7 separate regions of the Mus musculus genome follow, and all the other regions are linked to region 3. The links are chromatin contacts, called in public promoter capture Hi-C maps. All regions are on one chromosome and are shown on one strand. Each heading gives the region's core, a stretch centred on a gene start, on an enhancer-like site or on the middle of the called end of the contact. The rest is flanking DNA. Distances are from core to core; before and after follow the strand shown. Region 1 holds the start of Cnot3 (CCR4-NOT transcription complex, subunit 3). Region 2 holds the start of Ube2s (ubiquitin-conjugating enzyme E2S). Region 3 holds the start of Rps5 (ribosomal protein S5). Region 4 holds the start of Ndufa3 (NADH:ubiquinone oxidoreductase subunit A3). Region 5 holds the start of Ppp1r12c (protein phosphatase 1, regulatory subunit 12C). Region 6 holds the start of Brsk1 (BR serine/threonine kinase 1). Region 7 holds the start of Kmt5c (lysine methyltransferase 5C).

Evidence for each region. Promoter capture Hi-C pulls out the DNA fragments that hold promoters and counts their contacts.
Region 1: a promoter capture Hi-C map of second pharyngeal arch cranial neural crest shows a contact between it and region 3. The contact joins the promoter of Cnot3 here to the promoter of Rps5 in region 3. A contact is called at or near these places in 5 of 39 promoter capture datasets (cranial neural crest, frontonasal cranial neural crest, maxillary cranial neural crest and 2 more).
Region 2: a contact with region 3 is called in a promoter capture Hi-C map of pre-B cells. The contact joins the promoter of Ube2s here to the promoter of Rps5 in region 3. A contact is called at or near these places in 3 of 39 promoter capture datasets (cranial neural crest, maxillary cranial neural crest and pre-B cells).
Region 4: a promoter capture Hi-C map of cranial neural crest shows a contact between it and region 3. The contact joins the promoter of Ndufa3 here to the promoter of Rps5 in region 3. A contact is called at or near these places in 1 of 39 promoter capture datasets (cranial neural crest) and 1 of 484 Hi-C or Micro-C datasets (B cells).
Region 5: a promoter capture Hi-C map of second pharyngeal arch cranial neural crest shows a contact between it and region 3. The contact joins the promoter of Ppp1r12c here to the promoter of Rps5 in region 3. A contact is called at or near these places in 3 of 39 promoter capture datasets (cranial neural crest, pre-B cells and second pharyngeal arch cranial neural crest).
Region 6: a contact with region 3 is called in a promoter capture Hi-C map of second pharyngeal arch cranial neural crest. The contact joins the promoter of Brsk1 here to the promoter of Rps5 in region 3. A contact is called at or near these places in 2 of 39 promoter capture datasets (cranial neural crest and second pharyngeal arch cranial neural crest) and 1 of 9 other capture datasets (pancreatic islet).
Region 7: a promoter capture Hi-C map of pre-B cells shows a contact between it and region 3. The contact joins the promoter of Kmt5c here to the promoter of Rps5 in region 3. A contact is called at or near these places in 2 of 39 promoter capture datasets (cranial neural crest and pre-B cells).

What each region holds. Positions count from the first base shown.
Region 1 is chr7:3,644,014-3,647,752 of GRCm38.p6, reverse strand. Cnot3 (CCR4-NOT transcription complex, subunit 3) reads right to left here and starts at 2,484. Exons shown (of 18, transcript NM_146176.3): 1 at 2,169-2,484. Gm15927 (a long non-coding RNA gene) reads left to right here and starts at 3,408. Exons shown (of 6, transcript XR_003946711.1): 1 at 3,408-3,500; 2 at 3,584-3,739.
Region 2 is chr7:4,810,745-4,814,312 of GRCm38.p6, reverse strand. Ube2s (ubiquitin-conjugating enzyme E2S) reads left to right here and starts at 1,973. Exons shown (of 4, transcript NM_133777.2): 1 at 1,973-2,150; 2 at 2,757-2,904. The coding sequence starts at 2,148.
Region 3 is chr7:12,919,471-12,923,600 of GRCm38.p6, reverse strand. Rps5 (ribosomal protein S5) reads right to left here and starts at 1,290. Exons shown (of 6, transcript NM_009095.2): 1 at 1,213-1,290; 2 at 520-628. The coding sequence starts at 627.
Region 4 is chr7:3,615,292-3,619,136 of GRCm38.p6, reverse strand. Ndufa3 (NADH:ubiquinone oxidoreductase subunit A3) reads right to left here and starts at 1,764. Exons shown (of 4, transcript NM_025348.3): 1 at 1,730-1,764; 2 at 1,446-1,520. The coding sequence starts at 1,739. Oscar (osteoclast associated receptor) reads left to right here and starts at 2,980. Exons shown (of 5, transcript NM_001290377.1): 1 at 2,980-3,096; 2 at 3,621-3,653. The coding sequence starts at 3,060.
Region 5 is chr7:4,500,378-4,504,272 of GRCm38.p6, reverse strand. Ppp1r12c (protein phosphatase 1, regulatory subunit 12C) reads left to right here and starts at 2,593. Exons shown (of 22, transcript NM_029834.3): 1 at 2,593-3,007. The coding sequence starts at 2,675.
Region 6 is chr7:4,689,007-4,692,731 of GRCm38.p6, reverse strand. Brsk1 (BR serine/threonine kinase 1) reads right to left here and starts at 1,804. Exons shown (of 19, transcript NM_001003920.3): 1 at 1,517-1,804; 2 at 1-78. The coding sequence starts at 1,652.
Region 7 is chr7:4,738,022-4,741,919 of GRCm38.p6, reverse strand. Kmt5c (lysine methyltransferase 5C) reads right to left here and starts at 1,793. Exons shown (of 9, transcript NM_146177.2): 1 at 1,681-1,793; 2 at 1-140. The coding sequence starts at 48. Gm24537 (a small nuclear RNA gene) reads right to left here and starts at 3,088; the gene lies at 2,987-3,088. It overlaps Gm42369 (a long non-coding RNA gene), which reads left to right and starts at 1,840. Exons shown (of 2, transcript XR_881802.3): 1 at 1,840-2,628; 2 at 2,718-2,930.

The DNA.
Region 1 (3,739 bases), core at 1,235-3,734, 9.3 Mb after region 3:
TCTCCACATACAACAAAACAAAACCAAGCCCCACTTCACAAGGAGAAGGTGCATAGACTGCACAAGTTCTGCAAACAGAGGCAAGTGCTAGAGCCTCAAAGTAGAGGTGCCACCACAGAAGACTGCCCATCCCACTTCCCAGGTCCTGCTCGAGGAGGCCATCACTACAGGGCCCTTGTGAGGTAAGCAAACACCTTCACACAGAATACATGTATAGATGGTGAAGGGTCTCAAACAGCATGGAGGAAGCTGGGCGTCTGTGGAAGCAAAATCATTAGGATCATCTGTCCACAGCTGTAGCAAATCCTCAAATCAAGTACTCAAAATAGGAGCCAACAACAGAACAATCTATAGAACTTCTCACCACAGGTGCCAAGCCATCATTCAGAGACCTGATGAAGGGGTACAACCTTAATTTTGAAGCCTGGTACTGCTAAGTGACCACAGAAGCATCTTGGAGCATAGCACAGGGCTAAGAGGGCTCACACTGAAGCCAGGGATGGTGGCAAGCAGCACTCAAAGTGGAACTTGAACCTAGTGGAGAGGATGCTGGCACTGCCACAGGAAGATTCTCTGAGGTAAATAAAGTAGACCCTGCTTAGAAGTAACTGTTTCCCCTAGAGAGGCCCAAAAACCAAGGTAAGGAGAAACTGACACCTTGAAAAGTCACCCCTTATGCTCTTTAGTCCCAAGCAAAGTGACCACAGTGGTCTCTCACCCAGGTCTCAGACACAGAACAAGAAACCATAACTTCACAGAAAAACCACAAAGGAGGAGTCACACTAGCCAGGGGCACCCACACCCAAGAGTATCCTAGCCTCACACTGGGTACATAGGTGGTGTGGCCATCTCAAACGCAAGAAAGGGGATGATGCCAATAGCAAAGAAGGCAGGGACTTTACCTGGCAGGTGACAACACCTACCCGACAAAGACAACACAACTGCAGGGAGAAAGGCTACCCCTTACACAGCAGAAGACTCCGGTGAGGAGAGCTAGCAGTCCTACAGGGTGCCAGTTGGGTGAGATGGACCATTCTACCTCTGAAACGCTTTCACCCAGTGGATTTCAATTATAAAAGATCACATATCCACATAGGCTGGGCAGATGAGAATGGAAATACAGAGAGATGGCAGTCCAGGTGATGACCGGGGAAGGGAGACGGTGAGGAAGCCCCTAGCCAAAAGAACAGAAAGCTAATCCTAAGAGGGATGACAGTCCCGGAACCGAGATACAGCTGTTTAGAAGTGCTTCAACTGTCCCAACAGAAGAGCACCAACAACTGAAAGCATGGGAGCTCGCATTCCACCGACCCAGATCTAGAAAGAAAAGCTAAGCGGTCCTCACCACACACAGCAATACCTAACCACTTAGGAAGCTTCACCCACCGAGGCAGACCGTGCATCGTAGTGGAGCCTGCATCCCCAAAGCTAGAGTCCACTGATACCCCACCTCAAAGATGCAAAAGATGTGAAGCCAGGAAGTGAGCAATACGGTACAGTCCTGAATCCAAGGTTTGGGGAGGGAGTGTTAAAACAAAACACACACACACACACACACACACACACACACACACTCACAAACCCCATGCTTCCTTAAAAAGAAGATTGGTGGAAAGGGACCTCTAGGAGACTTCACTGCTAGAGCTGTAAGGACTAGGTGGAAACTTTGGCTTAGGCTCCAACTCACAACGTTAACTGCACCCTCGGGTCTTGGGGACTTTTTCCTCCACAAGATCCATCTCTTCCAAAGAGGCTTCCCCCTATCAAGACACCAACAAGCTGGAGCTTTCGGGTGCACTGAGGCAACGCTCCCGAATGGAGCTCCCGGGGAAGGCATGACTGCAGGAGTGGGCCCCGCGCCCAGAGCAGAAAGACCCCTCCGCGGCCCGCAGCGCGCCCACCGCTCCAAGCCCAGCCAGACGCGGAGGAGGACGGGCACCTCGCACCCGGGGCCGGCGCTCTGCCACGCGGGAGTCCGGACGCGGGAGGACAGAGAGAGGAGAGGGTCCCCGCCCGCCCGAGCCGAAGCTGGGCCCGAGCGCGCGGCTTGGGCCCGGCGGGAGCTGAGGCCGTGTCGCGACAGGCAGCAGGGTCGCGGAGCAAGAAGTCGGCCGATGGAGCTGAGGGAAGAGGGAAAGGGGTCCGGCCCAGTCGAACCTGACGCTCACCGCAGGAGCTGGCGCCGCCGCTGCGGAGCGTATCGCGACAGGCGAGGAGGGGGGAGAGAGAGGCGAGCGCCCGCCCGCCGCCTTTTTTTTTTTTTTTTTTCCTCTTTCCTCGCGCCCCGAGCCCGGGCGCTATCGCGATAAGAGGGCGCGAAAGCCGGAAGTAGGGTTGGGTTGTTGATAGAGGAAGTGGGCCCGGGATTGTTCTAGACGACCGAGTAGGGGATTCAGGGATCAAGGAAAGGCCCGGCAGCGGCTGCCGACGGCTCCACGGAAGCTGAACGGGCCCGGTCCAAGATGGCGGCGGCGGAGGCCTCCCCTCCTCTCTTCTCCTCTCTGGCGCCGGCCCGCCCCCGAGCCCCGAATATAGGTCCGTCATTGCTCCCGCAGTACGTCGCTCTGCGCCGTTAGGCGCGCCCCATTGGTTCCTAGCGAGAATGAGGCCAACCTCTTCATTATGATTGGCTGATCTCGGCAAGGCGCGGCGTTCGATTGGCCTCCCGCTCAGCTTGCTTGGATTGGCTCGGGTATTTCTTCCCAGCTCCTCCTCCTCCTCCCCTCCTCGGAGCACAACACGCCAGCGCGAGGACCTGGGTGTCAATCAGGAAGCCTGTGTCGTGCTGATTGGATGTGTCCGCCCCCTTACCCTAAATCAATTGGCAGCGGGGAGGAGTCAGGGTGAGGGGCGGGAAGTTACTCGTCAAGTTTAAAGGCAGCTGTAATTGGTTGCGAGGTGTATTCTACCCTGAACTCATTGGTTAGCTATGAATGTGGGTAGAGGAAAACGACAAAAAGCATAGCGTGTGAGTGTTAAAGGAAGCTTATCTAGTGGGAGACGGAGAGGTGCCAGAGGGTTGGGGATAGTAAACCCAAGTCATCTACCAATCAAAAGAGCCGCCAGCCCTAAGGGGAGGAGCTAGACAAACACCCCGCCCCTTCCCTCGGTTAGCCAATAGGGTAGCTATTAACCTGCCGACAGGTGTGGTTGTCGGAGCATCCTTCCTTTGCCTGTCTAGGCTGTTATCTGATCCTCGTAGTTATTCCCCAAGCGCGTTTGCTTGGTATATCTCTAAAACTCAGTGCTTTCTAAAGGATGAAAGAAAGAAAGAAGGAATCAGGAACATTGCAGAAGCGACTGAGAAACACAAGGCGTGGGACTGACGTTTCTCTGGTTAAGTTAGCAGACTGGGACCTTCCCTGGAGTTGCAAGGACTCCAGCTGTAGAGGAAACTGCGCTTTGCCCTACCTCGGTTACATCTGTAATGACTACTCACTAGAGTTCTGCTATGCTTCTTAAGGAGTAAACTTCTCCGACCACCCTTGCCGAGTGCTTAGGTGAGCCTCTGGTTTAATTTTGTTTGATTCCTGCCGTTTTTACACATACTTGAGTCTCACTCTCTGGATTTCTCGTTGTTTAGTACCCATGAAGCACTCCATAGCCCTTTGCTGACTAGGTTGCAAACGTGAGCACCACGTTTTCATGAATTGGGGAAACTCGATCTATCTCTGCCTACTATGTGGAGGAAAAGAAGATAAATCCACACTTGAAGAGAACGTGCACGTGCATTTCACCG
Region 2 (3,568 bases), core at 724-3,223, 8.1 Mb after region 3:
ATACATACTGTGAACCTACATATATACAGGCAAAACATTTATATGTTCAAAATAAATAAATTAAAAAGAATTGGTGAGCCGGGCGTGGTGGTGCACGCCTTTAATCCCAGCACTTGGGAGGCAGACGCAGGCAGATTTCTGAGTTCGAGGCCAGCCTGGTCTACAAAGTGAGTTCCAGGACAGCCAGGGCTACACAGAGAAACCCTGTCTCGGAAAAAATAAATAAATAAATAAATAAATAAAATAAAATAAAATAAAAATAAATAAATAAAAAGAATTGGTGAAGAAAATGAGTTTCCTAAGAACTATAGCCAGATCTTGTCAGGGAAGAGGGTTGTTTCTTTCTGCTTTCCCTCTAGCAAAGCTACAATTTTACAGAAAACATGAAACAAGACTCAAGAAATGTGCTTATGCAGATTTAGCTATGAGACAGGTTGTCAGAACTGTGAAATCTCTTCCTGGGAGATGAGGTCCTACTCCTCTGCAGTCAAAGCTTCAGTCTGTTCTCTCCCCAGCATGGGATTACTGCAGATAGTTTAATTCTCTCTAGATCTCTGCCATGCTGTCATAACTGGATTAACACTTCATGGTTAGTAAGAGCCTCTGGGAGTATATGTAAGGACAGGACCAGGAGGTTAATTATGGGTGAGGGAAGAGATGACCTAAATGTGGGCAGCACTATCCCATAGGCTAGAGGATGGATATAAAAGGAACGAGGCCAGGGTATGGTGGCATACACTTTTAATCTCAGTATTCAGGAAGTAGAGGCAGGTGATCTCTGTGAGTTCAGGCCAGCCTGGTCTATAGCTCGAGTTTCAGGAAGGTCAGCCAGGCCTGCACAGAAAAACCCTGGCTTGAAAAGCCAAAACAAGGGCTGAAGAGATGGCTCAGCGGTTAAGATCATCGACTGCTCTTCCGAAGGCCCTGAATTCAAATCCCAGCAACCACATGGTGGTTCACAACCATCTGAAAACAGCTACAGTGTACTTACATAAAACAATAAATAAATCTAAAAAAAGAAAAGCCAAAACAACAACCCCCGACCCCGGGGGAAAAAGGAGTTCCAGGCCAGTAATGAAATTCTGTCTCTCAAAAAGTTAACAGAAGTCTATGGGGTCTGGAGGTCAGTCACAAAGCTCTCAATAAGGACGTGAGACTTCCCTGACTTCTTCCTCTGGCACCCCTACAGAAACAATGGTGGCAAAAGTCACAAGTCATACTCTAGAGGATCAGGAAGTCCAAGCCCTCGGAGTCAACCAACCTGATTTTGAGGGCTTCCTAACACATAACAGGAGCGCAGAACAAAATGGAGCCCCATAGACAAATTATGTCCACACTTCCGCCCTTCCATGGCTTCCAGGTGAGGTCGCCAGACTCCCAGCGTAACATTTGCATACACAAAAGAAATTGAGACATTTCATTGGTCGAGGTTGGAGTCTATCACACTGAGCTGGCTTCCCATTAGTAGCTTTCAATTCCTACCTGCCCCACAAGTCCAGATCACGACCGCCCCTGTTTATTGGTCAAGGCCCCTTCCGTCATCCCTTTAACCCCTCCAGTCCTGTCTTCCCTCGCTCCGCCCCTTCCCCTGCCTAACCGTTAGTCGCGTGCGCGTCTTTCTCCAGGCCGGAGCGCGCGCGCGCACCCCAAGTCGTGGCGGCGTCTCATTCAAACGGTCCAATCAGCGGCCACGTCGCCTCGGCGGGCGCCCCCTTTCTCTCTGCTCTAGGTTTTTAGCCGCTTGGTTCTCCCAGGTCAACTCCTCAGCCGGCGTGAGCCCTCATTGTGATAGCACTCCTCACAAACTGGGTTCGAACTTCTGCTACTATTCTGACAAGAACAGAGAAAAGAGCGTTGACCGCCCAGCAACGTGCGCGTTGACGTACGCGGTCGAGACGTGCCGTGAGGGGGCGGGGCCTGCGAGTAGCTATAAAAGTGCGGTGTTGGGCGCGCGGCCGGTTCTACCGAGGAGCAGACGTAACGTTGTGAGCGTTTCGTAGCGGACGTCGGAATTAGTGGGAGCGGAGTGGGGCCTCGGGGGCCTCGCTAGGGCCACAGCGGCCGGCAGTTGGGCCCCCCGCCCCGGCCGGCGGTCCGAGGAGTGCAGGAAGGGGGCCGGGGGGACCCGCCCCCGGCCGGCTGAAGTCATGGTGAGTGACGCGGGAGGCCCGAGGGGCCGTTGGGGACTCGGGCAGAGGAGGCGACTGCGGCGTCCCAAGTGTTTTCTGGCCAGCTTCTGAGTGCTTTGGTGGCATGGCTGAACGTCCGGAGCCAGGAGTCGGCCCCAGGGCCTTTCAACAAACGGTGCGGGAGCCCAGGCAGCCCTCGGAACCTTGGGGAGGGCTTTGGGCGCCTTGCGGCCCGCCCATGGGTGTTTTAAGGAGCAAGACATCCCGCCGCCATTTCGTCCAGCCTTTTTCTTTTTGGTGTGTGTGGGGGGGCGGCGGTTGATGGGGTTGTTTCAAGCCTAAGTAGGGGAAGGGCTCCGGCTAGGCCTCAGGCCCACCTGGAACCAGTAGTGGACCCATGCGCGTCTTAACGAGCGCTTTGGGTAGGTTCGGGTACGCTGAGCCACGTAGAAGCTTTTTCTGAGACACCGTCCCGGTCAGCCATGGGGCAAAAGCCAGAAGCATCTTAGGTCCAGTTGACAGGCAGTGATTGACAACCTCGGACCTCTAAAGTCTGGATTCTGGTATCCACCCACCTTAATCCTAGCTATTTCAGGCTGCTCACTCTCCTTTTCCCTCCGTGCCTAGAACTCCAATGTGGAGAATCTGCCGCCCCACATCATCCGCCTAGTGTACAAGGAGGTGACAACACTGACGGCAGACCCACCTGATGGCATTAAAGTCTTCCCCAATGAGGAGGATCTCACAGACCTGCAGGTTACCATCGAGGGCCCTGGTGAGTGTGAGCACGGAAGGGAGGGGCCACTTGACCAGATTTCTTCTGTCTTGTGGCTGTGGGACAAATAGGATTCAGCCTCTCAGGTGCTTATGACAAAATGTGGCCTTTTGCTTAGGCTTGCATTAAGGCTGTCAAGTGTTACTTTCCAGAGACGTGAGGATGCATATAAGTGAAGCAGAAATAGAAAGTGTAGCTGGGCGTGGTGGTGCACGCCTTTAATCCCAGCACTCGGGAGGCAGAGACAGGCGAATTTCTGAGTTCGAGGCCAACCTGGTCTACAGAGTGAGTTCCAGGACAGTCAGGGCTACACAGAGAAACCCTGTCTTGAAGAGAAAAAAAAAAAATGTATGCCAGGGGATCTGAAACACTAATCAATCGAATGTCCCAAGACTAAACAAAAAGCATTGTGAGGGGAAACTGGTGGTAATAAGCTGATTTGCATATTTTAAGCAAACCAGTTAGATTTTTCAGACCTCATTTGTCAACTGAATTTCTATATAGTCAGCTAAAATCAGTTTCAAAATCAGGTGACTGGCCTATAATGCTGAGGGTGTGCAATATGTCTGCCTGGTCTGCTGTTAGCTAGTGTAGCAACTGCCAGGTGTAGACCATCTATGATTACCACTTGACCCAAGCAAGTAGGTAAATGAAAACACACCTC
Region 3 (4,130 bases), core at 41-2,540:
CCCATAGCCAACTGACATTTTTCAGGGGAGGGCAGCAGGGAACATTCATAGCACCAACTGGTCTCATACTCAAATTCCTCTTGCTGTAGGCTGATAGCAGCTTACCAACTGCTTTTGACAAGGGTGCCAACATGGTTCAGTTGACTAAAGCCATCTTTTCAATTGATACCCACTAACTGAATATACAAACGAAAGGGGACATCAAGTCAGGTGTAGTGGCACATGGGAGACAGAGGCAAGATCTCAAAGAGCTCCAGGCAGCCAGCAAGGGCTACACAGCAAGACCCTGACTCTGTCTCAAGAGACACACGATTAGAAAAATACGGGATAAAAACCACACTCTAACATCTTTTAGTGCCAGTTTGTATTAGGCGTGGGTGTAGCTGTCCAGTTATTGCTCTTCTACCTGTCTTGTACATCCACTGGTTGTTTTATGCCCTTTTCTGAACTAGAAGCTCATCCACACCTGGTCTCAATTAAAAAAATCATCACAAAGAACAATCATTAAGTTCCTTTTACCTGCAGAGAAATATCGTTGATCTGCACGTCATCAGTGCTCCATTTCCCAAAGAGCTTGATGTCAGGGGTCTCTGCCACCGCTGGTGTGGCTGCTTCCCACTCAGTCATCCTGGGGACAGGAGAATGGCAAGAAACCGTTACTGCCTAGACATGCTGGAGCAGTCACTCTGACCCCAAACTCTTCAGACGAACTCTCACTTTGTGGCAAACTGGGACATGAAGGGGAGACCCAGAAAGCTTTGAACAGCTCTCCAAACCCAGGAAAACCACTCAGGATTCTAAAGTAACTCGGCAGTCACCCCGCTAATCAGCTGGTACATGGACCACAGTATGATGGTTCATGAAGCCGTATACTCATCAGCTCCCATCAGATTTCCGTTGTGCACTTAGAACGTGTACTGAGCAAAAGAGTCATCACAAAACTAAGCAAACCTAGATTTATGTTTATGGTATATGACCCAAGTGATTTCCCTGGAGTCCCGTGTGTGCAAAGTATGAAGTCAAAACAGTGCAAACAAGAGGCGAAGACTAACTCGGCCCGTGCCGAGTTTCCCTAGGCACCCTTTTTCGCAGAGAAACGGTGAGATCCAAGCGGTCACGCCCAGGCTTCAGGTTCGGCCTCCGGCCCCCCAGATGTGCCTTAGAACACTCATGGTCACCTCTTCTGAACTCCGTGTCCCTCCGCAGCCTCACCTGAGGGCGCAGACTGGGCTTCTCAGTCGCTCGGCGTGGACCACGCGCCGCCCTGATACAGACAGGAAGAGGCCGCGCGCAGCGGACTAGCGCTTTTATGCAAAGCGAAAACTTCCGGGTCAGAGGTAGAGACGCACGCGCAGATGAAAACAGCGTGCTCACCAACCAATCAAGCGCTAGGATGAGAGGCGCCCTTTGAGCCGGGTAAAGCATGCGCACTTTTAGAAACAGCGCCACGCCCGTCTTCTGGCGGACCTCTGAAGTACTAGCTAGGCTTCTGAGTCGGCGCACATGCGCAGAAACTTTGGTGAGACCGACGCCGCCATATCTAAGTAGTGCTGACGTCCAGTCCACGCTCTCCGTAATTAGGCTGCAAAACCCAGGAACCATGGACGGTGGATTCTTAGCTAGGGCAACCAGCTCGGCTCACATTTTCTCACCAAAATAATGGAGTCGGGTCCTGTGGTTACCACCGATCCGGGTTCACAAGCACGGGCCCCACCCTCTCCCCTCCCGCAAGCCATGCTCGGCGGGTCCCAGGCTTCCGGTATGGGATCACTTCCTTTTTAATCACTCTGGCCACGCTTGTCTGGGCTTTTTTTCCTCAGGTTCAATCGCGGACAGTAGATTCCGACCGCCATTCGTGAACCTCCCCGGGGAGGGATACATAGAGGGGAGTCCTGGAGGGGTTGGCAGCCCGGGGATCTCCTAGGTGACTTACTTATCTGAGATCCCAGTGATTTGGTACTAATAAGGGAGAGACCTTGCCAGCAGGTTCACCCCCAGGGGTGGGTTTGTTTGTTTGTTTGTTTTGGAGACAGGGTTTCTCCTTGTAGCACCGGCTGTCCAGGAACTCGCTCTTTAGACCAGGCTGATTCATCTGCCTCTGCTCCTCCCAACTGCTGGGATGAAACATAAGGAGAGGAGGGAGGGGAGAGGAGAGAAGAGGAAAGAGGGAGGGAGGGAGGGAGGGAGGGAGAGAGAAGAGAAGAGAGAGAAGAGAGGAAAGGTGTCAGCAAACATAAGGAGAGGAGGGAGAGAAGAGGAAAGAGGGAGGGAGGGAGAGAGAAGAGAAGAGAGAGAAGAGAGGAAAGGTGTCAACAAACATAAGGAGAGAAGGGAGGGGAGAGGAGAGAAGAGGAAAGAGGGAGGGAGGGAGGGAGAGAGAAGAGAAGAGAGAAGAGAGGAAAGGTGTCAACAAACATAAGGAGAGAAGGGAAGGGAGAGGAGAGAAGAGGAAAGAGGGAGGGAGGGAGGGAGAGAGAAGAGAAGAGAGAAGAGAGGAAAGGTGTCAACAAACATAAGGAGAGAAGGGAAGGGAGAGGAGAGAAGAGGAAAGAGGGAGGGAGGGAGAGAGAGAGAAGAGAAGAGAGGAAAGGTGTCAACAAACATAAGGAGAGAAGGGAGGGGAGAGGAGAGAAGAGGAAAGAGGGAGGGAGAGAGAGAGAAGAGAGATTCTCACCCCGTTTTCTTCTCTATATCTCAGTTCATACCTTGTGTGTGTGGAGGGAGGGAAAACTGGGATTTCGGGAATCTTACCTAATTTTATCGTTGTTGTTGGGGGTATCACCCTACTTATCTTTGAAAGCTGACATTGCACTACAGTGATTGATAATGGATGTTTTTATAGACTCCGTATTACCTACTAGGTGACAGAGGGCAGATGAGGGGCTCCTGAATATGGGCCATAGGTTAAGAGAAATGCTGTAGCCGGGCAGTGGTGGTGCACGTCTTTAATCCCAGCACATGGGAGGCAGAGACAGGCGGATTTCTGAGTTCGAGGCCAGCCTGGTCTACAGAGTGAGTTCCAGGACAGCCAGGGCTACACAGAGAAACCCTGTCTCGAAAACCCAAAAAAAAAAAAAAAAAAAAAAAAAAAAAAAGAGAAATGCTGCAGAAATTGATTTGCACAGATAAAATTAAGTTTGCTTACCAGCATTTGGGAGCTGGAAGCAGGAGGACCAGAAGTTCGGGGCCACCTTCCACTCCATAGTGAGTTTATGACCAGTTTGGGCTACATAAGATTCTACCACAAACAAAAACAAACAAACAAACTCCCAACCAAAACCAATAGCATTGTTATTAGTATTTTGAGACAAAGTCCGATTATGTAGTCATGGCTGGCTTTCAAATTGCTCTTTAGACCAGGCTGACCTTGAACTCATTGATCTGCCTGACTCTGGCTCTCTAGAGTTGTGATTAAAGGAATGCATCGTTACAATCAGCACCCTTAAAATTCTTTAAAAAAAATTTTTCCCCGTAAGTAAAGCATGTGTACATGGGGTCTAAGAAGGCCAGAAAAATGTGATAGATCCTTTGGAGCTGGGGTTATGGTGGTTTATAAACCTGAGGTGGGTGCTAGGGATGGAAACTTTAAGAATGACTGCTGAGCCATCTCTCCAGCTCCCACCCTTAGAAATTCTTGGAAAGAGCCAGGCACTTGGTGGCGCACGCCTTTAATCCCAGCACTGGGGAGGCAGAGGCAGACGGATTTCTGAGTTCGAGGACAGCCAGAGCTATACAGAGAAACCCTGTCTGGAAAAACCAAAAAAAAAAAAAAAAAAAAAAAAAAGAAGAAGAAGAAAAAAGAAATTCTTGGAAAGAGCTAGAGTATCCCTCCCATAGGTCTTGGGCTTCTGGTGTTAACTTTCTTCGGGCTAAATGGAGACCTTGTAGGTCTTGCTTAGGTTGTCTTCATCTTTAAAAGCATGATGTTTAGCTCCAGCCTGGGCTCCCCAGAAAGTCTTTATTAGGGCTGGAGAGATGGCTCAGCAGTTAAGAGCACTGACTGCTCTTCCAGAGATCCTGAGTTCAAATCCCAGCAACCACATAGTGGCTCACAGCCATCCGTGATGAGATCTGATGCCCTCTTCTGGTGTATCTGAAGCCAGCAACAGTGTATTTATATATAATAAATA
Region 4 (3,845 bases), core at 515-3,014, 9.3 Mb after region 3:
TCAGGTTAGTGTTGCTGATACAAGTTAATAACCACATGTTAATTTCACATCTTAAACTACACATGTTAAGGGGCTAGAGATGGCTCAGCAATTAAGAACACTTGCTGCTTTGCAGAGTTTGGCTCCTAGCACCTTTTGACTCCAGTTCCACAGCATCCAACAAACGTATCTGGCTTTTGTGAGCACTCCCACATATGTGGATACAGAAACACAGATAACATAGTGTGTAAAAGCTGAGGGGGCTGGGAGATGGCTCTTCAGGTAAGGAGAGTACTTTCTAGTCGTCCAGAAGACTTGAGTTCAATCCGCAGCAGCCATGTCAGGCAGCTCATAAATGCCTAATATCTCCCACTCCAAAGGAAAAAGAACCTACGTCCTCTTCTTGCCTCCAGAGGCGCACACACATTTTTAAGAAAAGATACGTGCCGGGCAGTGGTGGCGCATGCCTTTAATCCCAGCACTTGGAAGGCAGAGGTGGATTTCTGAGTTCGAGGCCATCCTGGGCTACAGAGTGAGTTCCAGGACAGCCAGGGCTACACAGAGAAACCCTGTCTCGAAAAACCAAATAATAATAATAATAATTAAAATAAAATAAAATAAAGATATGCAGGGATGGTGGCTCAGGCGTGTGATATCAACACATAAGAACCCAAGGCAGACTGCTGTGAGTTTGAGGCCCACTTGAGCTAAGTGATTTGTATCCTCTATAAAAAAGAAAACTGAAAAGATTCAGAAGAAGTCAGTTCAAGGAAGTTTTTAACCTTAGTGTGGTGAGAGAGCTCAATAGTTAAAATTACCTGCTCACTGGAACTCAGAATGAGCACTGACTCCAGTAAGTTGTCCTCCGACCCCCCAAACCCAACTGGTAGCCAACACACACACACACACACACACACACACACACACACACCTTAAAAAATGTAATTTTAACTTTAAGAACGAACCAAGTATACATTAAATCACTATTTCAACATATAATCAATTAAAACCACATACATTAGAGCATTCTAGGTCTTTGAAAGTCAGGGTGGTAGATAGCTGGTGGTGGGTTTTAGAACTTCTCTGTCACACTCCAGGCCAGCAATACTGACAATTTTGGTACTGTGATGGCTGCCAAATCCAAGGCCTCACCCCAGACTTTCAGAATGAAAATTTAACAGGTCACCTCCATCTCCCGGGCTTCAATGCATCAGAACTGTGAGTAACCCTGTCCCACTGCAAGGTGGGAGGCTTGCTGAGAGATTTGCATAAGTCAGACTTCGCCGAGGAGTTCTGCCTACAGAGTCAAACTGAGTTGAATGTGCACCTCTTGTGTGTGGTGAGGGAAGAGCGACAGTAATGTCAGGATATGGCTGGCAAGGGGATGCGAGATGAAACTGTGCCGTGGAATGCTGATGACTTCCGGGTGGAGGATGCACTTTCGCGCCGGGGAAGGGGGCACTCACCGAGGCCCCAGACAGAGAAGGACACCACCAGCACCGGCTCCTTCGCCCAGGCATTCTTGAGGAAGGCAGAGATTCCTAGAGAGGTGAGAAGACAGTCACCCTTGGGGACTACTGCGGTGACCTCTAACACTCTCGTATCACCCCTGCTCTGCACCCTCGTGACTGCCGCGCCCCTATTCTGGGACGGATTACCGGTCCCCAAGGCTCCACTGAGACTCAGCCACGGATCAGCCCACAGTTTCCTGGAACTACTTGATCCCCGCGAGCTCCAAACCTGTACTTACTCCCGGCCATCTTGTTCTTGGCGGCGACAAGGAGCGGAGCTCTCTGGGAGTTGTGGTCCTTCTCCTTGCGTGAGGCCCCGCCCCTTGGGCGAGGACGTGGACCCTTTCGGGAGTTGTAGTTCTGGAGTGAGGCTTAAGAGGACTGAAAGATTTAAACCACCTTGAACACCTGCTGGCCTCACCATTTTCTTATAGTTTATAACTCAGCAAATGCATCGGAGAAGTAACATAACGTTCTCCTGTAATAAAGTCAGCTTTGGGCTGGAGAGATGGCTCAGAGCTCTGTCTGCTCTTCCAAAGGTTTAATTTCCAGTAACCACATGGTGACTGACAACCATCTGCAATGGGATCTGACGCCCTCTTCTGGTGTGTCTGAAGACTGCAACAGTGTACTCATAAATAAACCTTAAAAAAAAAAAAGTCAGCTTTACATTGAGATCACATCTAGACATAAGCTCATTCTGGAAATTCTAAATTAATCCCAAATATATTAAGGACTGCCTGTGCTTTGTGTTACTAGCATGCAGATCATGGCTTTTCCCTCCATCTGCCCCTTAGTGCTGAAAACTGAAACCAGGACAGGCTAGGCTACCCATCTCCGATTGAGCCACTCCTCCGTCCACTTGCTGATAGATTCTACTATCCCAGGTCCCTGCTGGTGGATTTTAGGCATATCTTTTATTGTTGAGCCACATTTTTCAGCCCTTTCATTACTTTTTATTTTGAGACAGGGCATTAAATGGCTCAAGTTGGCCCTGCAATCTTTGAACTTGACAGCCTCCTGCCTTGGTTTCTCAAGCTGGTGAGATTACAAGCCTGAGCCTCTAAGATAATGCACATCACTTAAAAAAATTAACATATCTGGACTGGACAGTGAGAGCAGTAATGGAGTCTGAGCCTTCTCTTGTTACCGGCATAGTACATATTGTACAGCAAGCTTCTTTTTCCCTTTCTACCTTTTTGTTTTGTTTTTTTTGTTGTTGTTGTTGTTTTTTTCCTCTTTTCCATTTTTCTTCCTCCCACCTGCCCCTTTCCTTTCTCTCCTCAGTGCTGAGGCTACTCTGGGCAAGTGGTCTTCTACTTAGCGACAACGTCCTCAGCCCTCCTCCCCAACTTTTAAGTTAAATTAAAGAACACCAGAGGCTATGACTGTTCCATCTTGCAACTTTTTCCAAGACAATGAAACTATGACACAGTTACCCAGGAGCCTCCACCTGACTCCTCTGTTCCCTAAACAGGACTCTCACATGGCTTTCTGGTGTTGCTTCATTTCCTCAGAGTGAAAAAGGCAGGGTCAACCTTTTCCTCAGCTCCACGGAGAGTGCCCACCATGGTCCTGTCGCTGATACTCCAGCTGTCGACTCTCTGTGAGCTGTCCCTCCCCTGTGTGTGGATCCTTGGCTGGGCTGAGGGCTATATCTGTTCATATGGAATTCAACATCCAATTTAGAAAAAGGAATCAGGACTGGTACCCAGATACCTGAGTCCTAAACGGGGGAAGACAGATTGCTGGGTCGGGGGTGAGCATAGGTTTCTCTGGATCTCCAGGCAGAGGAGAGTAAGGGATATCTAGGGGTCAAAGAATGTATTCAGTTCTCATGGTAAATGGGCAAGTCTACTGTGCTGGAGGGAGGGGGCATCTAAACCTTCAAACCCCAAGGCAGAGAAACCCCAAGGAGCAAAGTATTGTTCTTAGGAAAGGTGGGGAACAGAGGCCTGTCCTCTTGGGTCAGACAGCAGCTTCTTAAGTATGGGGAATGGAAGTACAGAGTTTTGCTTGATCCTAAAAAAGACGGTGGCAGGCTTCATGTAATCAGAGTCTAGGGCTCCTTAGAGGGGAGACGGTAGTCCACAAAGGGCTTTGTAAAAACCAACTCTTCACCTTCTGCAGGGCCTGCATGCCGTGCTGACTTCACACCAACAGGTGAGTGGGAGACTCCACCTGCTCTATGCTATGCTGCTCACACCTCGCCTCCAACAACTCATTTTATCTTTGTGCCTAGCTTCACCCCAGATTCCCTCATTCCCCTCTCTTCCTCTCTCCTTCCATCCCTTCCTCCACTACATACCTTGCCTCTTTTCTTCTCCCTTTTCTCCTGTCTCTTTCCCTTCCCCC
Region 5 (3,895 bases), core at 1,344-3,843, 8.4 Mb after region 3:
GCATCAAGGGCTACACCAAGCTACACCAAGAAACCCTGTCTCATCAGACAGACAGACAGACAGACAGGGCTGATAGAGGAATAGATTTATAAGCTGTGATCCTAGGGCCCAGGACACAGCCCAGCAGGTAGATGTGGATCCTGCCAAGCATCGTGACCTGGGTTGGATTAGACCACAACCCACATGGAAGGAAGAAGTAACTTCTGCAAGTTGCCCTCTGCCCCCCACATGTGTTGTCATACGTAAGCATACATGTACAATGACTAGAACGACTAGCAAAAGACATGTGGTTCTGGGGCAGGAGCAAGGGCTTAGCAGTCATCAGTTTTGCTGCTCTCCCATTCAGTGGTTAGAAGGGTGTGCACGAATGCTGTGCTCAGGAACTCAAAACCGGAACATAGTTTTTGGTCAGTGCTCTCCTTCCTTGTGGGTCCCAAGGATGGACTTCTTGCCTTGGGGAAGAAGGGTGGGTGTGTGTGTGTGTGTGTGTGTGTGTGTGTGGTGTGGGGTAGGGTTCACGTATCTCATATCAGGGTTATCCTTTTGGATTTATGACCATTGTTTCCCAGGACTCGAGCTTTTTATGGCTTATTTCTCTGCATAAATCCAAAGATTATGGAGTGGGTGGGCTGCTTTAGTTCCCCTTAGGAAAAACGTTTGTTTTCCCTATGCAAATTTTGACAGCTTTCTGTTAAGACTTTGGTAGGTCTGTGTTCCTGTTTCAAAATGTTTTTTTTATCCTTCTCAAATTGGATTTTTAGGGGAGATAATGTGAAATATCACATTATTTTTATCAGGTGTTTATTAGGTGTTCTTATCTGTTGGAAAAACTTTCAAACCTAGTGGAACATCACATTTTAGACTTACAAAGTCATGCCAGGGGGTGGCTCAGCAGTTAAGAGCACTAGCTGCTCTTCCGGAGGTCATGAGTTCAAATCCCAGCAACCACTGAGTGGCTCACAACCTTCCTTAATGAGAAAACAAAAACAAAACACAAACAAACAAAAAACCTATGGGCTGGAGAGAGCAGGGCCGGAGCGAAAGGGGGTGGGGGGAGGAAAAAAAAGAACCGAACAACAAAATCAGGCCCAGAGAGCATGATACAATCTGAATTATAATTCCTAGTGTCTTTTGCAGCCCCAGGTGGGCTGAAGAAAAGTATGTGGTTATTTTGGTCATGTTTGAGGGCCCTCTTTCTGGTATGCTCAGGGAATTATTACCACTAGAAAACGTGGGCTCGTTCTTGGTCTGGAAACTGACTTCTTAGGTACCTTGCATTCTGAGACATATTTGGAAGTCTGGAGCTGAACCCTTTGGAGGCGTGGCCTTGAGACTACATTTCCCAGCTTGCCCTATGTTATCTGATTTCCTTGAACTTTGCTCGGGAACTTTATCGCCATGTTAAAAGATGAGTTTGGCGGTGACAAGCTTTAATCTTGTTTGAGAACTCAATTTCCCGTCGGCCCTTGGTCTACCTGATGCCTTAGGGAGCCCATTCATTCATTCATTCGAAATATTTTTTATTGCCTACTCTCAGGCTTAGTTCTAGTCATTAGGACTAAGAGGGTCTCAAAGAAAACAAATCGAGTTTACTTATAGCCGATGGGAGAGGGACAGATTCAAAACCAAAACAAGTACGGCATGGTGGCACTCCTTTAATTTCATCACTCCAGAGGCAGGAGGAGGCGGAGTTTTGTGAGTTCGAGGCCATTCTGTCTGCATAGTGAGCTTCAAACCAGGCAGGGCTACATACTGAGACCCTGTCTCAAAACAAAAATAACCCCCCCCCCACACACACACACACACAAACAAACAGACTCCTGTAATCCCAGCAATTAGGAGATGGAGACAGGAAGATCAGAAGTTCAAGGGCATTATTAATGAGTTCGAGCGCCATCCTATCTCAAAACAAATCGTAAAAAGTATGCAAAATTTATTTCTATCTCTCAGGATCCGCTATCCGCTATCATTTCCCATGCGCCTTGGGGTAGTCACTTTACAAAGTACACTACATTTCCCAGCATGCCCCAGTAGCCTGTCCGGCCGCTCTACCCAGATTCCCAGCACTCCCTAGGGACATGTCCTCCTTTAGGCAGTTCTCTTTTTGCTTGTTTTTTCGAGAGAGGGTTTCTCTGTGTAGCTCTGGCTGTCCTGGAACTCAGGACCAGGATCAGACCAGACTGGCCTCGAACTCACTGCCTCCCAAGTGCTGGGATTGAGGGCGTGCCTTTTGAGTTTTTCGTTCGACCCCTTCCAGCTCCGGATTTCTAAACGTGCCTCAGGATATATAGCGAGTCTAGCGAAGACTTCCGCTTGTAGAACCCATTTCCCAGCACTTCTGCCGGCCTGCCGGCTGCCTCATTCTCTAACCTATCTGCTCAAGTTATGCAAGGCTCCTCAATGGGGAGAAACTCCACTTCCCAGCTCGCTACGAGGGGCTTCTTTTTAGGCCCTTGCCCCCAGCGATAGCTACGCAAGTCTCAGGCGGGACTCGGTTACCCAGAGGGCTTTGGGTCGGCGCCGTGACGTCAATATACCGAGCGGGGGCTGGGCGAGCTTCTGGGCGGTGCTTGTCGCGCGGCGGTTCCCGGCGGCCCCCGGGGCGGGCGGGTGGCGGCTGTTCGTCGCCCGGTGCTCGCTCGCTCGCTTAGTAGGCGGGCGAGCGGCCGGCGCGATGTCCGGCGAGGATGGTCCGGCAGCGGGCCCGGGGGCGGCGGCGGCTGCTGCGGCCGCCCGTGAGCGGCGGCAGGAGCAGCTGCGGCAGTGGGGGGCTCGGGCGGGCGCCGACCCGGGCCCCGGGGAGCGGCGAGCCCGCACGGTCCGCTTCGAGCGCGCCGCTGAGTTCCTGGCGGCCTGCGCGGGGGGCGATCTGGACGAGGCTCGCCTGATGCTGCGCGCAGCGGATCCCGGTCCCGGCTCCGGCGCTGCGTCCGACCCCGCCGTCCCTCCGCCTGCCCGTGCCGTGCTCGACTCCACCAACGCGGATGGCATCAGCGCCCTGCACCAGGTCAGCGCCCCCGCCCCGCGTCTTCGCCACTCGGGCATCCTCCCTCCTCGGCCCTGATCCACCTCCCCTCGACTGTGCCATCGCTGAGGATCCCGCCTGCTCTGTGGCCGCCTCTTCTCTGTCATTCGTGCTGTCATCTCTCTCCCGTGCATTTTTTGCAGCATCGCTTACTTCCGTGCCTATGCTGGCCGGGTTCCTCCTTTCCTAGCTGGTACTTGTTTGACTGTGCTGAAGTCTTTCCTGACCCAGGCCTGTGGTTTCGTTCTCCTGCACTCTGACTTGACCCTCTTTAGGCCCAGGTCCTTCAGTGTCACTTCTTTGAAGGTCCATCCTGTTTGTGCCTTCCTCTTCTTCCCGTGACTTGTGCTGTACGTTGTGGCCTCAGGACAGTGTACCACGTTGTTTCCTTGAAAAGGCATTTCCTCTGTCGCGTCATCCTTTGCTTTTTTTTTTTTTTTTAATCTTTTCTCTTACCTACAATCCCATGTCCTTAATTACATTATCAATTCATCCCCCCCCCCCCCAATTTGGGGAGCTTGTCACCTCTTATAGAAGTTTCTCCTCAACTCTCTTTCTCTGTTTACATTGTTTGCCTTCCTGGAAACTTGTAGGCATTTGCTCTTCGAGGAGCTGGACCACTTTTCCTTTTGTTTTGTTGTTTTTCCTTTAGACAAGGTCTTGCTATGTAGCCCAGGCCATCCTCAAATGCAGGTCCTTATGTCTCTGCCCTCCTCCTCCTCCTCCTCCTCCTTCTTCTTCTTTTTTTCGAGACAGGGTTTCTCTGTATAGCCCTGGCTGGGAACTCACTGTAGACCAGACTGGCCTCCAACTAAGAAATCCGCCTGCCTCTGCCTCTGCCTCTGCCTCCCCAGTGCAGGGATTAAAGGC
Region 6 (3,725 bases), core at 555-3,054, 8.2 Mb after region 3:
CCGACAGCTTCTCCCTGTTCACGATCTTGACAGCGACCTTCTGACCCGTGATGCAGTGGACTCCAAGTTTAACTAGACCTGGAGATCGGATTTAAAATATGGGGTGTTCTGGAGTTCACCCTAGCTCTCAAGTTGTCAACACACCCCCATCCTCACTCCCAGCTTGGTTACCCATTTCTTCTATCCCGAATTTCTGCATTTGAACTGGTAGCCAACAGCTGCCATGCCTACAAAACACAACTCTTTCCTATGCACGTTGCCCACTTTTAGTCCTTCTGACTGTCTGCCCTTTGCCGATCCCCTCCACCAGCCTCTCCTGGCCTTTTATTCTGACTCTCTGGCCTTCTGGTATGTCTGCCCAACTTCATCTTTCTTTTCAGATTTCAGAAGCCCTATAATCTTACAAAACACACTCTCAATTTTTCTTCTTTCCCAAGCCTCCCCATACAAAGTGAGTTCCAAGACAGCCAAGGCTACACAGAGAAACCCTGTCTCGAAAAACCAAAAAAAAAAAAAAAAAAAAAAAAGCTGTCATGGTCAGAAAGCATGCGTATTCCCTGACCACTCCTCAGATCCAGAGCTCAGCTATGGAAGGTGCCTCTTCTCAGTCCCAGGAACCCAGATCTTACCCCTCCGTCCTTAGACCCAGTAGTCTTGGCCCCAGCCCTCGTCCCTCAGGCCCAGCAGTGCAGGTACATGGCCCCTTCTCCTTCCAAAGTTCAAGAATTGAGGTCAACAGCACGTCACACTCTTACTACCAGGATATAAAGGTCTGACCTCCCTTTCCTATCTCAGGCCTGGAACTCAACTTCATAGGGACCCAGAACCCACAGCCCAGAACACTGGAGGTCATCCCTCAGTTCACCTCGATCCCCTGCCTAGAAGAAGATGGTTGTGGCCACACTCAGCCTTTAGCATCAATCAAAGATAACTCTGCTTTCCAGGGCCACTTCTGGCTGGGAGCTTAGCTTTCTACAGTCCACCTCTCCATTCTATTTCCACACTGCAGAATGGAGAGAATGTAGTCGACCTCACACCCTAGGGCTCCAGCTTGCTGCACGGAGCGCAAGTGACCGCTTTTGAGCATAAGAGGGACAGGATAGCAGCCTCTCTCGGGATGGATGCACCTCCACCCAGCCTGCACCTCCACCCTGCCTGCGGCTGTACTGCAGCACCCGCCTGCCTCAGCTTGCAGAATCAGCCCAGGTCCCACACCCGTAATGGGCCTACTTCCCCACAGCTTCCTGAAGCCCCTCCAATATCTGCCCCAATAGGGTTATTTGAGCCACAGTAGTCCAGACCCCTACTTCTCCCTGGAACCCACAAGTCTCAGACCCCTGCCATCTCAAGGCCCCAACGTCAGACTCTACTCCGTACACCGTGGGCACTTGGAACTCAGGACCCAAGCCCCTTTTCTACGAGGGACCCAGGGGTCTGCCCTTTAAATATCCATGGTCCCGCCCTCTGCCCCTTCCAGCACCCCGCCCCCGCCCCAGGTGTCCGCTTAGGTTCTCACCTGTCTGTCCTTTGCCCAGCGTCTTCTCCAGGCGATAGGGGCCCACATATTGGGCGTGCTGGGGTGGGTGTGGGTGTGGGTGTGGGAGGTGGTAGGCGGGGGAGCCCCCGCCACCTTCCTTGGACCCGGACGACATGGTGCCCTTGGTCCCGGCCCGACCGGTCCCCCGGCCGCCCCCCCTGCGGCCCGTCGCCCCGTTCCTCCGGTGGGGGCCGGCGACACCTCCGTCCCGGCCCCCCCGGTTGCTCCCCACTTCTCCGGGGGTCCCCAGGGGGCTGGGCTGGCCCCCCCAGTCGGTGGGCCGCAGAGCTGGGGGAGGGGGGGCTGCCGGGGGGGTCAGGCCCCTGGAATCAGCATGGCGGGGGGGGCTGCGCGGCCCCCCCTCCCCAGCCCGTCCCTGGCCGGCCCCCCCCTTCCTGTGCCTCCCCCTGCAGGGGGGGTCTGAAGTGTGGGGCCGGCGGATGCTGCAGGCCGAGATCCCCCCCGCCCCCCCACGCGCCCTCTCTCCTCCGCCTCCTCCTCCTCTCCGCCTCCCCCCGCCACCTCGTCCTTTCTCTCCGGCACGCTGACATCACCATCCGGGGACTCCCGGCCCTTCCCCACAGTTAACCCTTTCGGAGGGGGAGGGGGAGTGGCAGGGGGCGGGCCTGGAAGCTGGACGGACGGGGAGGAGGTGGGAAGATGCTGGGATGTATGGATGGGTGGAGGGATGCTGGAGGAGAAGGATGCTGCAGGAGAGAGGGATGCCTGAAAGGATGGAGGGAAGGATGGAGAGAGATACAGAACCAGTATTAGACAAGCAGAGATGAAGACACAAAGAGAAGTCTGACATACATTAGTAGATGGGAAGATGCAGAATATCAGAGACAGGGTGGAGGAGTGAAGGAGGTAATAACGGAGCGGGGAGAATTAAGAGTTCAAGGCCATTATAGCTATAAAGTGTGTTTGAGGACAGCCTAGACTACGTGAGAACGCCCCCTCAACCCACCCCCTCAAAAAAGAGCTGAAAGGGGCAGACAGGGATAGGAGACAAACAACAGACAGGGATGAGGAGATAGAAATGCAAAGGAAGATGTAGAGCGAGGGGGACAAAGAGAAATAAGGACTGTCAAGGGTCCATATATTCACAGGAGGGAATGATGCTGGGCTTAGATGGGAACAGACTGTGGAGTGTGTGTGTGGGTGGTGGTGGTGGCAGAGGATAAAAGAGACAAAGATAGAAAAGGGAAGGACTTTGGGGAGTTGGAGACCTAAGTGTGATCTATTTCTCTATGTCCTCTAAGGTCAACACTGTGTACTCCTTGGGCTAATTCTATGTTCCCACCGTTATCAGGGCTCCACGTTCTGCTCTTGTTTTTTTTTTTTTTTAAGACAAAGTCCAGCTGACCTCAAACTATGTGGCTGAAGATGACCTTGAACTTCTGATCCTCCTGCTTCTGTCTCTCAAGTGTGAAATTACAGTCCTGGAGAGATGATTCAGCAGTTAGGAAGAGTAGGCTGCTTCCCAGGGACTGGGGATTTGCATTCTCAGCATCTATACAGTAGTTCATGGCTGTATGTAACTCCATCTGGTTTCCGGGGATCAAAGTACACGTGGTACACATATGCACAGACAGTTATCCATATGCATATTTCTTCCAACTCCTTTAAAATTGTTTAAAAACAGTCCGATACCACCATGCTTTAATGTCTCCTATACCTTGATAGGTAGGCAGATAGATCCCAGTGCAGGCTGGATGTGTAATGTTTGCTTGTTAAGTCCTGTAAACTTCAGGTAGGCCTCAGTATAATCCATGTGCCTCCGTGGGAGGACCATAGGTCTGCACTCAGCCATGAGGAATCTGGTTCCTATTAAGCTTCCATATAAGCCATAGCCTTCTTTATGGCAGGCACCCTAAGTTGTTAGGCATCCATTCCATCCCCAAGTTTCTCACAGGGTGCACCAATGCAAATTGGTGCTCCTCTGAAGTGGTAAGCCTATCAAGCCATCTTCATTTCAGTATCAAATCTGAGCCATACACTGTTCTGAATGGTAAGGATATGGCAGGGTGCTAAATCTACAAAATTCCTCCCCGGGACAGCCATGGCTACACAATAAAACCCTGTCTCAAAAAACGAACAAAACAAAGCAAAACAAAAAAATACATAGTTTTGAAAAAATTTCACACATGTCTATAATGTAGTCTGGTTACTCTCCCCACATCTGTAA
Region 7 (3,898 bases), core at 544-3,043, 8.2 Mb after region 3:
GTCATCATTCTCGCACAGTTCTCGGGCTGTCACTCGATCAGGCCCCATGGTGCTTTAAAAACCATGCTGCTCTGGCACAGAGCATGGATGTGCCGCTCAGGCGCTGCATGGGGTGTCTGTGGGCCCCAGAGCCTGCTTATCTGCAGGAGAGCACGGGGGTAATCAATATTGACTTCATGGGACTCTATGTAAGAATGACACCCAACAGGTACTTTCGAGTGAGGAAACCTTAAGAAAAATAGTCTCCTGTGCAGTAAGTATTTCCTCCCCTCTTGCAAAACAGATGCATGTCCCCCAATCACATACACTACCTTCCCAGGACATGGACACTTTCTCGAATGTCAGCACACACAAAGACCACTTTGCCAAGTGCACATGTAAGAGACAGGTCCCTGTGTACCCAGGCGGAAGGAAGATTAATTAACTGCCTGAGATAACTCCAAAGGCTTAGCATGGCAGGAGGGAGTTGGGATAGCTGGGCTCTCATCAAGGGAAAGGGGAAAAGGAACTCCATAGGAGCTTCTGGCCTGCCTTTGCTGACCCCCTGCTAGGCTGATTCTCCCGTCCTCAGCACCTCCCTCCAAGGTCACCCTCCTCTGGGGAGTGGTCAAAAGGTTGTGGGTGGAGCCCAGGCAGCCATTAGGGGAAGAAGGATCCAGTCCCTAATGCCTCTCCGAGGACTCCAGCAAAAGGGAAGCCCGCCAGAGGACAAAAAACAGGAAGAAGGGAGGAACAGAAAGGAGAGGAGGAACAAGTCAAAACAAAGGGTCGGAGGCAAAGAGGGGAAAAAAATAGATTCAGAAAACCAAATCAAATAAAATGGAGGGCCAGGTTACCCAGTACCCTCACTGTGGTGTGTCTGACAATTCTGCGCTTTGGGAGAGAGCAAGAAGGCAGAGTGTGGCAAGACACACTCCGCCACTCTGGGAGAAAGATCTGGAAAAAAAACGGTCTGGGTTAAATGAAGAGGGTGCTTAGAAAAAAAGCCTGGAAGCTGGGAAAAGACAAAGTGAGGTGTAGGGAGTATGATGTGAAGGGAGAGAAAGGGGAGAGAAAGATGGAGGGAAGTCAGGATTGGCGGGGGTGGGGGGAAGAAGGCACCTGAGGTTGCAAGGGAGGAGCCCACGAAATCCAAAGGGTAGATATGCCTGGGGTCCAAGGGAAGGGCTTAGCGGTTCCAAGCAGGGTTTGAGGGAATCCTGGGGGATTTGAAGTGATGGAAACCTGAAAGATCCTACGGGTTCGAGGAGGGAATTGAGGGCGCTAAGTAGCTAACTAAAGCCTGGGAAGGTTGCAGAAGGGGGCTGGGGAAACAGAGAGTCAGAGGAAGGGCCTCAGAGACCAGGATAGTGAGACAGGAGTCAGGAAGTGCCCTGAGTGTGACAGGGTAGGTAGGTTACGATGCAGGAAAAGGTGGTGGGGATGGGCCCTGGTGGGGCAAGGAGCGACTCCTAAGGTGCAAGGAAAGTCCTGAGAGTGAGAGAGGAGTCTGCATGGGCTCCAAGGGTGCAGGGAAGGGTACGAGTGAGGAGCGCGTAGATCCGCGGGGCTGGAGACTTGGACCGCAAGGTTCGAGGAAGGGCCCGGGGACAGCCGGTTCAGGGGGTGACTGGGAGGCCGGGCGGCGCGGGGCGGGGGCCAAGAGGGGGCTCAGAGGTCGGGCCCCGCGCCGCCCCTCACCCGCTTCTCCTCCTCCTTCTCCTCAGGAACCCGCGTTGCAGCCGCCACCTCCACCCACCGCCTCCTCCGGCTCTCGTCCGACACAGCCGCCGCGCCTCCCCTCGGCCGGCGTAACAAACAGCTTAACCTTCCTTTGGCCCAACCCGCCGTCACTCTTCCGTTGCTATGAAACTCGCGCTGTTCTTATTGGCTGACTCTCATTGCTCTCTTTTTCCCGCCTCTTCTGGCCCCAGTCGGTGCCCTGACAAAACCCCTCCACGCCCACTCTGTCAATAAATCCAGCGAACTACAGCCAATGGCTCGGGTCGCTGTCATTCAGGCGTTGCCATAAAAATCTGTCCCGCCTCTTCTTCTGCACTGTCCCAAATCAGTGCTTTCATTGGCTTAAAGAGCCGTCGCTCCAACAGAAACTCTGTTTGGGTCAGGTTATTCAGGTCCAAGTGAAAAGAGGGAGGGCTCTGTCAGAGACAAACTTCGTATATTATTGGTTGGCCTTGGACAGGACCACGCTTCCATTCGTTAAGGCCTCCGCCCATCACCCTAAATCCGGAGCTCTATTCTCTTTCTTTCAGCTTGAAGTGGGGCAAAATCCCTGAGCGAACCAGGAAGGAAAGAGGTGAATGCACACACGCGCCATCGCGCTCCCGGCCCCAGGAGACCATTGGTTGCCATGGCAACAAAACTTCAGTGCCAACCCTGCTTAGCAAGAAGATCTTTTCTCTTTCCCAGTATTCCTTATCTTTGGAAAATTGTACCTACAAGAACTCTGTGAAGTTTTCTTGTCCTGCCTGTGAACAGTTCAGAAAGAGACGACGCTGAGAAGTTGGGACTTAGAAGACAAGCTCTGATTCATGGGGCACTCCCCTGGGGAAACCCCTTAATTAAGATTACCCACCTCTTCAATCCTGCAAGTATAATTAGCAGGATATCATAATTACGTCCAAACAAGTAAGCTTACTTTTGTTTTTGTCTTTCCTGAGTTATCTATTTGGTGGGTTAGGATAATGCCTACAGCACAGAATGTTTTGTTACTACAGACTGAAGGAACAACCGATTGAAGTGAGATGGGACATTGAAATGGCCCAGTGTGTAAAAGCACCTGCCCACAAGTCTCATAGCCAGGATCCGCATAATGGAAAGAAAGCACCGACTCCTGAAGGTTGTCCTTGACCTCCACATTCATGCCAAGGCGCGCGCGCGCGCGCGCGCACGCACACACACACACACACACACACACACACACACACAATTGATTAAATCATAGTAGCTTCTCTTTTGAGACATGAGCTTTGACTGTCCTAGAACTCACCATGTAGATCAGGCATGAATTTGCTCGTCATCCTTGCACAGGAGCCATGCAAATCTTCACTGTATCGCTGCAATTTTAGTATATGTGCTGCTGCAACATTTTGTTTTTAAGGAGGCTGAAGTTTTGCACCGTTCTGTGATCTTGGGGTTTTGCCAACTCACAGCTTCATGGTTGCGTCTACAAAGCAAATATCATACACTGATATACTTTCAAGTGTCTGAGGTCCATGCCTCACCACCCTTCTCTCTCCTAAATTCTAAGACAGCTCCCTACCCTAAGCAGCTCTCCGGGTTAGGATGACTATATCGTCCTTGGGTGCTGTCACATTATATGAGATTTTCAAATGGCTAATAAAAATATATTTAAGGGAAAAAACCCCACTAAATAGCAAAGTGTCTTCCAGACTGTTGAAGTATATTCCAGGATGAGGGTATAGCCTGTGGGTATACAATATGCACCATGGGTGAGGCTTGTGGTTTGATTTCCATTTTGAAAGAAAAAGAGATGTGCCTAGCAAACAACTGGGTAGAGAGATTTAATACAGCAACATGGCTACTCTGGCTGGAATACATTCGTGTTTTTTGTTGTTGTTGGGTTTTTTTTTTTAAGATTTATTTATTATTATTATATCTAAGTACACTGTAGCTGTCTTCAGATGCACCAGAAGAGGGCATCAGATCTCATTACAGATGGTTGTGAGCCACCATGTGGTTGCTGGGATTTGAACTTCGGACCTTAAGAGCAGTCGGTGCTCTTAACCACTGAGCCATCTCTCCAGCCCCTACATTAGTGTTCTTAGCACACATCTTTAATCCCAAACAATGACGGTAAAGTTAGTTTGTAGAAGGAGACACGTGTGTTTGAAAGGGATGTTAACTGAGAAACAGATGAAGTGAGGAATCAGAACAA